Linked DNA regions of Sus scrofa: all the other regions are linked to region 3. A link is a contact called in public HiChIP or PLAC-seq data. All regions are on one chromosome and are shown on one strand. The core of a region is the stretch at or near the end of the contact, and the rest is flanking DNA. Distances in the headings are between cores, read along the strand shown.

Region 1 (4,074 bases), core at 1,154-3,653, 860 kb before region 3:
GCTGTTTAACTGTACAGATACAGCACATTGTTACACATACTTTATTTGGAATTCAGCACCATGAAACTGAGCCAGGAGATAGAAGGGCTCCAGGGTAGACATTTGCTACTAGTCTCTTATTTACCCCTCCTTTTTTTTTTTTTTTTTTTTGGCTTTTTAGGGCTGCACCTGAGGCATATGGAGGTTCCCAGGCCAGGGGTGGAACTGGAGCTGTAGCTGCCGGCCTACACCATACCCACAGCAATGCGGGATCCAAGCTGCATATGTGACCTACACCACAGCTCACGGCAACACCAGATCCCTAACCCACTGATGGAGGACAGGTATTGAACTCGTGTCCTTATGGATACTAGTCAGATTCGTTACTGCTAAGCCACAATTGGAATTCCGTACATACTTCTTGAGGCAGGTGATAGGTACAACTAGCCTCTTATTTGCATCTCCTGAGGCAGGAGATAGGTGGGCTCCAGCACCAGCATTTATAGCCAGCCACCTATCTACATATACTTCAAGACAGAAATAACAATAGGCACAAGGCAAATAACTGGTACTTGTCTTCTGTGAACTTGTTAAGCAAACGGTAATAACAGGATCAAAAGAGGGGGCTGGGCCCTGCTTGGACAAAAGACCAAGAGGGCACATACTCCCCATCCTCAGAGTCAGGGAGACCCCTCTGGGTCAGAAAGGGAAAGGGGTACCAGGCTATAATTAGTTTAGATAACCTCATCATGCCTTGCTTTGGAATCCATCTTTCCAAAAGATGCACACCCAGATCAGGGGAGGGCCCTGGGTCTGATCAGGTGTGAAAGATAAAAAAAGATAATTGGGCAAAGGCAGAACTGCCCATATAAGTGGTTTAAATCACCTCTCTGGCAAGCTCCTCATTCAGGGACAGCCACACCCTCACTCTTTGGGTGTGTATTATAACTTTACCTCTGCCTGAGATAAATTAATTCTCAGAGTTTCTACTGTGGCACAGCAGAACGAATCCTGACTAGTATCCTTGAGGATATGGGTTGGATTCATGGCCTTGCTCAGTGGGTGGGGGAGCTGGTGTTGCCTTGAGCTGCAGTCTAGGTCACAGATGAGGCTTGGATCCTGCGTTTGTGGTGTAGTCTGGCACCTATAGCTCTGAATCAACCCCAGCCTGGGAACTTCCATGTGCTGCCAGTGTGGCCTTAAAAAAAAAAAAAAAAAAAAAAAAATTCTGTGTGCTCTCCCACATGTTGTACTGTTTCCAACAATAAACTTTATACCTTTAAAATCTCTGCTTTCAACAAGGAGCAAGAATCAGGGCAATTCTGCTTTCAGCCTCTGCTAGTCTAGTGGCTGGGATTCCCGGTTTTCATCCAGGCTGCCCAGGTTCAATTCCTGAGCGGAGAATTAAAGATTTTGCTCCAAGCCATCACTCACTGCTGTCTCCATGAGATCAAAAGTACTTCTCTAAAAGATCAATACGATAATCTCTGATCTAGGAACTCTGGCATTGAAAGCCTGAATAACACGAGGTAATGCTGTCGTCACCCAGAGACAACAAGAATAGAACCCAAATCCCTGGACTCCCAGCTTGTGTTTTCCACTAATTGCACTCCTTTCTACTCATCCAAGACCGTCAAGTGTGAAAGGGTGGAGAAGGGAGTGAACACAGATGCGCCAGGGCCTGGAAGTGGAGACCCAACTGAAGGCCCTCAGGAATCCCTCTTGGGCACCTGCCTTTTGTTTCAGCTGAGGACGATGAAAGCGGCAGCAACCACGAACCCCCGGGACCAAGAACTGGAACTAGGTACTGCCCATGCTGCTATCTCTTCCTCATTTAAGCCTTTCCTCTTTCACCTCTCCCCTACGGCCAGCCCTAACATGCTCTCCTCACCCTCAGCTCCACCATGCACTTGAGTCCCCGCTTTCCTCTAACAAGAAGCGGCTGCATGGCACCTGCCCTCCAGCTGGCCCTGCATCCAGTCCTTAGGCGGGATGTTCGGAGGGATCCTAGCCCCACAAGCGTTCTGCCTAGAAAATGAATGCTCATCAAGCGTTAGAAATGGGTGGGAATCAGGGCTGATACTCAAGTCAGCTCTGCGTGGATCTCTGCAGTTCTTCACGACAAAGCAAAATGTAGACAGTAAGCATAGAGCCTTTCTTGCTTTGCTGAGAGCCTCACACAGCTCCACCTTCCCCCGGGCATCCTCCCACTGGAGAACGCCTTGCGCAGAGCTCGTGTTTACAGTTTTCCTGGCCGTGGGGGAGGAGACCTCCGCTCGCGGACTCAGGGGGATTCCAAACCGTTACTCCGCCCGCCGGGGTGGGGCCAGCCTAACGGCCGAGCCTGCGCAGTGGGCCCGGCCGGCTCCAGTGTCGCGGCGCACTACATATCCCAGAAGGCAAAGCTCTGCGGAGCGGGCGGCCGCTTTACCTGCCGCGAGCTTAGTTCTGTGGCTACTGCTGCTCCCCTCCTCCTAGGTTCCGGTCGGTCTCCATTCCACAGTTAAAGGCTACTCCCTCTTGAAGCACATGAGAGGAAGCTTTAGCAGTCTCGACAGTGTAGCCTTTCGCGTACTCGCTCTTTCTCTCTCGCTCTGCCTGAACTATGCCTGACTCTCTCACCGGAGTCGGCTAGCCAAGGAGAGAGGAAGACGTCTTTAAGGGCCCCAGCCTGGGCGAGCTGGTCGCACTTCCGCCTCTCGGGCTCCGGAAGGTAGCGCGCACGCGCTCCCTGCGACTCCGGCGCCGTTGACTTCCGCTCCCACTGTGCCCCGCGAGCCGAATCATGGATCACACTGGTAAGGAGGCGGAGGCAGTGGGGGTCCCGGTTCCATGCCCCCTTGGCCGGCCTGGGACTGGTCGCCCAGCCGGCATAGAGGGGTTACGCTCGCCCCACAGCACTGAGGTGTCGCGGGGAAAAAGAAATCTCACAGACCCTTTTCCGTGTCCGGCCAGGGCCTGCTACTTCCCGGCCTACCCTCCGGTGTGGTACCTACAGCCTCAGTGCCGGCAACAGCCGTTCCTTTTCTGTTTCTGCTAAGCTCCGAGCTGGGACAGCGGGCGGCGCAGGCCACGCGGGGAGGAGAGAGCGCCGGCTCTTTTTTTCCTCATTCTGGGTGCCGTGCCCTACGTTATGGGGACTGGCGGGTAGATTCCAATCTCGGAGTCGGGGAAGCCTCATTGAACTGGGAGTCGTTGCGCGAGAGTGGATTGGAGACTTCCTGCTGTCTCAGTCAGCTTTGGGCGGGTGCTGCGGTGGTCACCGCTTGGTCTTTCATGGACTAGAGGTGGGAGAAGGGAGTCGGATATGGTTTTCGGAATCATACCGGGAGCAGCTTTTCTGCTTAAGCCAAAAGCGTGCCCCGCTCTTCGGCTGTGGTCCTTAACCATCAATCTTGAGCTTAAAATCAAGATACTCTCATCCTTTTCTCCAAGTAAGAATGGCTCCACTCTTTGTTGTGTGTCTTTTGGCTTTTGCTTCCTTGTGTTTTTTGGATATTGAATGAGTACCTTTGGAGTTAGACACTGCTCCGTATGGTTATATCTAGGCTTAGAGAAGGCTTTTTCCAGTATTAACTATTAGTCGGGATGTCCTCTGTCATCAGCTACCTACTTAATTTTGTACGTGTATCTTACACACACTCTTCAAGGCCTGAAGATGGAATGGTAAACAAGATACACTGAGTCTATGTTCTTTTTGAGGTTAGGTACTGTTGGGAAAGACATAATAAGTTTTAAAAAAAAAAACCCAAAACTTAAATATTTACAGATTATGATTGCTTTAAAGAAAATAAATGGGTGCCATGGTAAAGACTACTAGGAGGAAGCTCCAGGGAGAGTCAGGAAAGATCTTTTTGGAAAAGTAACATTTGTAAGCTGAAATCTGATGGACGAGAAGAATCCCTCATGGAATAAATCAGGTGGAAAGAATTTACCGAAAGTAAGACTCTGAGGTGGGAAAATGTAGGAAAGAACAATCAGCTGCACCTTAGTTAGCAAGAGGGAAGGAACGCCAAGACGAGATTGGAAAGGAAGGCAGGAGTGAGATGGTGAAAGACTTTGAAGTCCATGGTAAACACTTGAATTTTAAGTGCA
Region 2 (4,307 bases), core at 1,579-4,078, 680 kb before region 3:
TCAGTAAAATGGATATGATGATAACACTGACTGCCTGGAGCACTCCTCATTGTTTGGATTTTACTTCGAGCATCACTTTCTTAGGGGAGATTTCTGTCTCCAACTTGTCCAACTTGTTTGCATCTCTTCTCAGATCCTCACAGCCCTCATCATTATTACACATTTCTATTTGATTATGGAATCAAATAGAATCACTTTGCTGTATACCTGAAATCACTTTGCTATACACCTGAAACTAACATAACATTGTAAATCAACAGAATTTCAATACAGATATTTAAAAAGTAATTTAACAAACCAGATCTACACCAGATACTCTACAGAGTGAGCCATCTTTAGACAGCTCCCTCGCACTCTCCCTCACAAGCTCCTTTTATTTTTTTAATTTATTTTTTTCCTTGTTTGGCTGCTCCTCAGCATTTGGAGTTCCTGGGACAGGGATCAGATCCAAGCCACAATTGCAACCTAAGCCATAGGTGTGGCAACACTGGATCCCTTAACCCATTGTGCCAAGCTGGTATCAAACCTGCATCCCAGTGCTCCCAAGATGCTGTCAATCCCACTTTGTCCCAGCGGGAACTCCCCTCATAAGTTCCTTTTAAAGTGCTGTCCTTTAAAATAGGATAAAATCGTAAATTCATCTATTACCTAAAGTGTCAACCACTATCCATGTGCCAGACAACTCTGAAGTACATGTCTACAGTTTTTAAGTTCTAGAGGATCTCAACAGGGTTGTCTAGCTGGCATCTCAGATTCAGACAATTTAACTCATTATCTTCTTCCCAAAGCTGTTCTTCCTCCTATTTCTGTACTGCCTGCCTATTTCTGTGTCAATTTCACTACCCACCTTGCCATTTAAGGTGGAAACTTTGGAGCCATTGTCAGTGTGACCTTCACTCGTTCTCACATTCAGAATTGATAGAACTTGGGGATTGTAGCAGACCTTACTGGTGTCTCACCTGAATCCTTTTAGTACTCACTTTTCCTTTCCATGCTCACCCAAAGCCTTCTTAGTGGAAGCACCATGGATTCTTTGCCTGAGAGCTTTCTCTGCTTGTTGGTGCTCACTCAGCCCACATATGGAGCAGGTCAGAAGAGTCAGGGAATTAAAATCCCTAGGAGCAGTTCCCAACCAATGACTGATGGAAGTTGCTGGTATATTTTGGGTAGGGCAACTCTGAAGCATGTTCAATGCTCTCTTCTAGAGGTCTCCAGTGAGACCCAACTGCTCACAGTGGTAATCTACTCATTAATGTAACTGAAATCATTTCCATCTCTTTCCCATTCCCTGCTGAAGCTTTCTTGGATCATCTGTCCAACAAACTCATTTCACTCCAGGTCTGCTTCTGGATGCAGTCAACTAAAACAGTGACCCTTTAGATACTGAGATAAAGAAAAGAGCTAAAAATGGCTATAGGAGTTCCCATCTGTGGCTCAGCAGTTAACAAACCCAGCAAGCATCCATGAGGAGGCAGGTTCAGTCCCTGGCTTTGCCCAGTGGGTTAAGGATCTGGCATTGCTGTGGCTGTGGTGTAGGCCATCAACTACAGCTCCAGTTGGGACCCTAGCCTGGGAACCTCCACATGCCGTGGGTACAGCCCTAAAAAGACTGAAAAAAAAGAATGACTATAACATTTTGTATTATGTATGACTGGCATTTGGAGGCATCATGAATCATAAAGGAGCAAATATGTATTTAATGTATTAGATATTAGGTAGTTAAAATTGAGATGGTGGCAGGACCACCCACTTGTATGTGTTCAGTAGACAGCTGAAAATATGGAATTGGAGACCAGGAGAGAAGTAGAGACAGGAGCTAAGGATATAAGAGTTATCAGTGTATGTCTGTGGGTGCTAAAACCATGAAAATGGTTTAGATGGCCAAAATACTTATGTATAGAGGAAAACACAGGGAAAATGGATATTGAATGACAAGTAGTAGCCTCTGTAGCAAACACTAAAGATCATTATCTTTTCCCCTAAAGCAGCTTAACTAGGTAGGGAGTAATTTCTAATTAGTATTTAAATTCACAGAGCCCGGAATAGCGCCTGGGCAGTAAACTTTCAAGACAGAGTTAAATTTTATCCCATGTATAGTTATGGCAAAGCAAAAATCAGACTTTAGGTTTCTGTGCTCAGCCTTGAAGACAATATTTTTCCATTGTCTCATGTGAGAACCTGTAACCTCATCCACCACCCCACCCATTCTTATTTGCTCTGACAAGGAGATGTGTCTCCCAACTGAGGCGGCAGGGAAAAGTGTGTTTTCTACGTATTGCCAGGTAGTTTACTTAGAGCAGAATGCTGGTGATACCAAAGTATGTGACCCCATCTTTTATATGGCCTTTGATCTACAGGAGGAATTATAAAGCAGGAATTAGGATGAAAAGCTTTGACCTCAGGGCTGCAGTTACCGGTCCCCTGTGAGACCTTGAGGGTATTGTTTAATCTTTCAGGCCCTCATCTAAGAAGTGGAAATACTAGTAATCCTTCATATAGTTAAGGACAAAAGTGAGATAAGGCCCGGACAATGTTGAGATTCCTCAGCCTAACACAACAAAGAACCTGTGAAGCTTTACTTTCTGCACCGTGCATTAAGCAAACCTTAGCTTTAGTTACTCCACTTTCCAAAAACAAGCGCACTCTGTAACCCCCAGCACTCTTTTATCCCTAAAATGGTCCCTCATTCCCTGCTACCACAAAGCACTATGCTCCTTACGACAGTGTACGACGTTGAGCCGGACGGCACCCCCCTCGCGGGCCAATCGCGCTGCTCCGGACCGATAACGTAGGCGCGCTCGTGCATGCGCAGGCCGGGAAGACCTTGGCGAGTCGGCGGAGGTGCTTAGCGGAGGTGAAGGAGTTGGCGCAAAGGCCAATACAGCGGCAAGATGCAAAGCTGGAGTCGTGTATACTGTACCTTGGCCAAGGTGAGGACCGACTGGGTAGGTTCGTGATGAGCCAGAGGTGCAGAGAGGCCCGGTGACGCGGTCCCGAACGCTACCTAAGTGGTGGGTGTGGGAGCGGCAGGCGGCCGGGCCGAGACCACCAGCGGTTCCGCCCCTGAACCGGCATAGTCCGGACGGAGGCTGGGAAGCAAAGGCCCGGGCTGTGGGGAGGCCCTTTCAGTTGTGTGGTGGTCAGCAGTTGCACATGGTCACCTCCCAAGCCCCCAGCTGGCCTATGGGATCTTGGGACGGCGGGGAGTATGTGTCGCCTTAGCACCTTTTGGTTAACTCTTAGTACCTTTTCCTAATCCTGGCTCTTGAGTGGCTTTTGTGCAGTGGGCAGGTAACTTTGGGGTTACCGCTTGAAAGAACCAGACCGGGTCAGCCCCCAGCGGGTAGCTCTAGGAATTCCTCAAAGATACCTTCAGTGCCTGCTGCTTTAAGCTAACGTCTATTGGCTTTTTTCGTAGAAGCATTTATATTTTATTATAGGAGTTATGGTCAATATAGCTTTCCCTTTTCATCTGTGTACCAAATACAGCCAGACGGTACATATGTGGAATCGTGGCCGAATACTATATTGATGGAGACTTTAAAAGTTATGCAGCGATCAAACTCCTTTGTCTTTGTTTCAAAGATGAGTAGCATGTGTGCCCCAAAGTTAATGTAACGTGTGTCAGAGTTTATACTTTGAGAGGCAGAGCTGGGGCTAAAACTCAGGATTGCTATTTAGTCACTTGTTCTTTGTCCTCTGTAGGGACCTCAGGTGCAAGAATTGCCTTGGAATAGACAACATTACTAGATCGGTGTAGGTTTTGTCACTGCCTCCTATCTACGTGCTGTCGTAGGAGCCATTTGCTGTGTTTTTTTGTGCCTCATCATTCTTAGGAGATAGTAGCCATCCGTATTTAGAGGTTGTGGAGATTGAGATCCAGTTTGGAGAACTGTAATAGCTCTTGAATATGAGTACATTAGTGCATTTTCCTAAGGCATCTTGTCTCATTTTCTATTCCTGGTGGGCAGTTCAGGAATATCTTCATAGACTTTACATGGTAGATTTGAGTTAGTAAACGATAGTTACATATCAAAGGATTGTCGTAATGCAGATTATTCAAGTACTTAAGCTGCAACTTTAAAAACTTTAATTATGACATTAAAATGATTCGTGGCACTAAAAATTAGCCATGCTTTCTGAGAATTCAATAAAGTGTAACACCATTGAGTAACATATTTGAATTAGGTTAAATGTGAGACGGTTTGTTGAATATTCATAGTAAAAAGTATGGCAAGCTGATTGTTGTTACAGAAGGGGAGAAATTGATATGTAATTTCTGTGTGGCAGTGGAAGATAAATTAGTA
Region 3 (4,159 bases), core at 961-3,460:
CAATTTAATAAAAATCCCTCGGATTTACAGGATGAAGTGACAGTGGGATATTCAAATGGAGATGTACTAGAGGAACACAGACTGTGTATGTTTGGACTTATTATCACAGTGACAGTTACAACCATAAGACTGGATTCACCAAAGAAGGGTGTACAGTAATACCTCCTGAGAATCTGGGGATCACAGACTTGATTAAAGCTCCTCTTCCTTGAAAAATGGTTATTTGCATATAAACACCAAGACTTTTCAGGAGATTCATGGAACTCCTAAAGTATTCCTTGGGTTTCAAATTTTAAAATTCTGGGGTACACAGAACAAGGGTAGAGCCTTGACTGCCATTCAAAGTTAGGAAGAGGTAGGCCCCCGAGGAAACAAAAAAACACAGGAGAAAAGATATCCAGAAAAATTCAGTGTGATGGAAGCATGCTCTAAAATGTAACGGATAATGGACGAAGTAAAATATAAGACACAGGAAAGAAAGGTCAGAACTATGACCTTTTCACAAATGTATGTTGCACAAGCCAAGCGGTATGTACCCTTCAGCAGAAACTTCTGTCATTATTACTAAGCAAGAAAACAACTCAAAGTATGAGATGTGACTTGATTAACTTTATACTTGAAGGGAGTAACTATATAAACTAGTGAAACTGATCTTTTCATCCAGCCTCACTTGTTAATAGGACACTGCTTTCAAGATTTTAATTTAGATCTGATAGAGAAAACAAGATCAACGTTGAGAAAAGGTTTAATAAAAATTACGAAATAAGATCGTGTTCTTATATTCCAAGTACAACTAATCTGCAGAAGCAATTTAACAAAATAACTACAATGAGCATGAAACACCTGCCTCATAAGAGGCAGAAAACGTGGTTCACAGGGTAATATATTTAAAAAAAAAAAAAAAACCTCTCAAATTAAAAAATTCTTACTATTTCACTGTCTTAGCATTTTCCCAGTACACTAAAACATACTTTTTGTCGTGGAAATCTCAGTAACTGGGACTGTAGATCAGGATGTATCTGTGACTAGTAGTAAAAACACCGCTTTAAATAGGATTATAGAATAGTTCCTCATACCACGACTCTTCTAAGTCCTTCCTAGGTGTCAACACTTTTTAAAGTTATTACTGCATTAGGCGTAGAAACCAGGTTCCTCCCAGCATGACGACAGACATGACAATGACGGGAAGAACGGCAACACAATGATTCACAAACTTCACCTTTTTAAAACACACACTTGAAGCTGCTTAAGCCACAGCAGTCGCGGATAGAGTTCCGTTTCAAAGAAAGTGCCGATAAATAAAAACATGGAGCAGCCGATTCATCCGGTGCACTGACAGTCCAAAATGATGCAGAATAGGGAAACCGTTTTGACAGTCACCGGGGAACTGCTGGAGAACCCTACCGTCCACGGGAAGCCAAAAGGACTCGGAGAAACTAGGCAGGGAGTCGTGGGGGTGGGACAGGAAGCGCGGGGCGGGACCAGAAAAACCAAAACAGTCTGCGCCTCTGGACCAGCAAAGCAGCACAGGGGCACAGCAGGTGGAGAGCATCTCGCACCACCCAGTCCTGGGAGCTGGGGGCCCCTCCGCCTTAGGGAGCCTGGGTTCTGGGACCTCCTCAGAGCCGGGCGTCTCCCCGCGCTCTTGCTCTGGATGCGCCCTCGGAAAAGAGATAAGACCTGGAGGGCCAGACGAGTGGCCAGGGCGCCCGGGCTGCCATCTCCCTTAGCCTATCATCCCGCCGGCCCGCAGGGACCACTTACCCGGACGCAGGCCGCAATTACTTCGGCGGCAGTGGTGTCGCGCCTCTTCCCGGCACCGGCGTCCTCTCCGCCGGCCCGCATCAGTTGAGCCAACACAAACAGGGAGCAGCAGCCGGGTCACCCCCCCGCCCAGCTCCGTCCCGCCCCAGCGGAAGTGACGCACGGGCAGCCCGTGCCTACTCGCCAGCCGGGGAGGAGCTCCTCTGCTTACTGGGGCCTCTGGCAGCCTGTCAGTTGTCGCTCCGCCCCCTCCCCAGACATGCGCAATAGAGCACTGCTGAGCGCTGGGCGGGAGGCGTGCTTGCGTGCACGCGTCTGCTCGCATCTGGGAGAGGTGCCGCTTGGCGGCAGGCGAGGGTAGTGTGCGTTGCTTCGCGTGCTTCTTTGCAGGCTTCCATCCTCAGTCCTCAGAGCCTCCATCTCCGTGTCTCTGAAAGCGCCCTCAGCGCTCTGTCCTTTCCTAAGGGTTTCCGTCGTCACCAGCCATCTGGAAGGTGATGAGTGACAGGGGCAGGGTCCTTATCGCTCTGGGCTCTCACGATATCTAGGCTTGGCTACTGGTCGCTGGAAAGCGCTTTCACATACATTATCCTATTGGAAATTAGCCTGTGAAGCTTGCTGGGTTTTTTTCTCCCCCAAAAAGGTCCCACGCCTAACTTATTTTGTGAGTCCTGATGTTTTATGTATACCAAGTCTGTAAACTACCTAAGTTCAGTGGGCAAATCCTACCAAATGTCCGTTTTTGTAGTCTGTAAGCTAGGAATGGTTTTTACATTTTTCAGTGGTTAGAAAATAAAAATAAAAGACTGTTTTGGGATACATGACAATGACACGAAATTCAGATTTCGCTGTCCTTTAAAAAAAGGGTTTTTTTTGTTTTTGTTTTTTTTTTTTTTAGAGCATAGCCATGGCTACTTCTTTATATGTCAAGAAGCTTTCATGCTACAGCAGAAATTTTGGGTAGTTACGATAGTTTCCTTTAAGTTGAGATTAGAAAACCTAGAAAAGCAGTCTTTACTAGACCGTAACCTCAAAATGTTACCAAAGCAAATTCTTTTTTCTAGGCCTGCCATGTCCGAGTGTTAATGCTTTAGCCCCTTGTAAGATTATTGTTAAGTGTTTAAGGAAGAAATTGTGTGATTTATACTTTTTTTTTTTTTGTCTTTTGTCTTTTTGTCTTTTGTTGTTTGTTGTTGTTGTTGCTATTTCTTGGGCCGCTCCCGCGGCATATGGAGGTTCCCAGGCTAGGGGTCGAATCGGAGCTGTAGCCACCGGCCTACGCCAGAGGCACAGCAACGCAGGATCCGAGCCGCGTCTGCAACCTACACCACAGCTCATGGCAACGCCGGATCGTTAACCCACTGAGCAAGGGCAGGGACCGAACCCGCAACCTCATGGTTCCTAGTCGGATTCGTTAACCACTGCGCCACAACGGGAACTCCACTTTTTTTTTTTTTAAATTAAGGCAAGGGCGCCAGCTTGTTAGGATCTTGGGGCACAAATGGCTGGATTGTGTACATCATAATCCCTGATATGCCCCTGCAGTGAATGATCTAGACATGTTGTGTAGCCATACAATAGTTAAAAGGTGTAGGCACAAATTAAACTTTGGAGGTATATGGAAGTAACTAATTCTAGACAGATGTTTCTCCTCATTGTTAAAGAAAAAAAATTCTACTTGTTAACAATAGGGAAGACTTCACTCAAGACTATTCCAAAAGTGTCAAGACTTTCATAACTGGGGAGAGATTGGGCTCAACTACCAATACAACAGAGACATCTGGAGATGTAGAGCCAAGAAGCAGAGTGAGAGGGGCCGGTGAATGGAAAATTACTAAGAGGGGACACAAAGGGTAGGGGTGATTCTTGGCATGACCACTTAACAGGATTCTTGGCAAAGACTCACCAGTGTGATCAGATATCAAGGATAAGGGATGAAGAATCTGATCAGATTTCAAGGGTGACAGGTGAAGAATTTGACCTGATATTGAAAGTAATCAGATATCATTAGTGAGAGAATTCTCTCTAACTCAGCAGAATTCTTGCTAAAATTGAACTTTGCAGGTCAAAGCCAGGGCCTGGGCAGGAAGTCTTGATAAAAGAGGGCTCAGAGAAACCAAAAGTTTGGTCAACAAGTCTTTGTCACCATGCAACTATCCACCCACCCCACCCCTACCCCTTGTTTCTTTTTTTCCTTTATTTCCTAATTTAGTCAGACTTTGTCAAATATCTAGATTTTTCTCCCTTGTCCGAAGTTTTCCAAAAACTCTCAAGTCCTCCTTTTCCTTTGCCCTTCCCTTTGGTCCCCTGACACCATACTTTTAACCATCCTGATGTCGGATGATTCTTGCTGCAAAGTCTTTCCATTTCTTCACATCCCTGTTTCCACTGCTTT

Evidence for each region. HiChIP or PLAC-seq counts read pairs in DNA pulled down with a chosen protein or histone mark.
Region 1: an H3K27ac HiChIP or PLAC-seq map of alveolar macrophages shows a contact between it and region 3. The contact joins the promoter of CBLL1 here to the promoter of PNPLA8 in region 3. A contact is called at or near these places in 1 of 5 promoter capture datasets (liver) and 2 of 2 datasets of contacts at active chromatin or transcription factors (alveolar macrophages and skeletal muscle).
Region 2: an H3K27ac HiChIP or PLAC-seq map of alveolar macrophages shows a contact between it and region 3. The contact joins the promoter of DLD here to the promoter of PNPLA8 in region 3. A contact is called at or near these places in 2 of 5 promoter capture datasets (fetal skeletal muscle and liver), 1 of 47 Hi-C or Micro-C datasets (embryonic fibroblasts) and 2 of 2 datasets of contacts at active chromatin or transcription factors (alveolar macrophages and skeletal muscle).

What each region holds. Positions count from the first base shown.
Region 1 is chr9:107,453,858-107,457,931 of Sscrofa11.1, forward strand. It overlaps CBLL1 (E3 ubiquitin-protein ligase Hakai), which reads left to right and starts at 2,404. Exons shown (of 6, transcript XM_003357515.4): 1 at 2,404-2,777. The coding sequence starts at 2,765.
Region 2 is chr9:107,639,301-107,643,607 of Sscrofa11.1, forward strand. DLD (dihydrolipoamide dehydrogenase) reads left to right here and starts at 2,829. Exons shown (of 14, transcript NM_214062.1): 1 at 2,829-2,930. The coding sequence starts at 2,892.
Region 3 is chr9:108,318,364-108,322,522 of Sscrofa11.1, forward strand. PNPLA8 (calcium-independent phospholipase A2-gamma) reads right to left here and starts at 2,211. Exons shown (of 10, transcript XM_021063575.1): 1 at 1,765-2,211.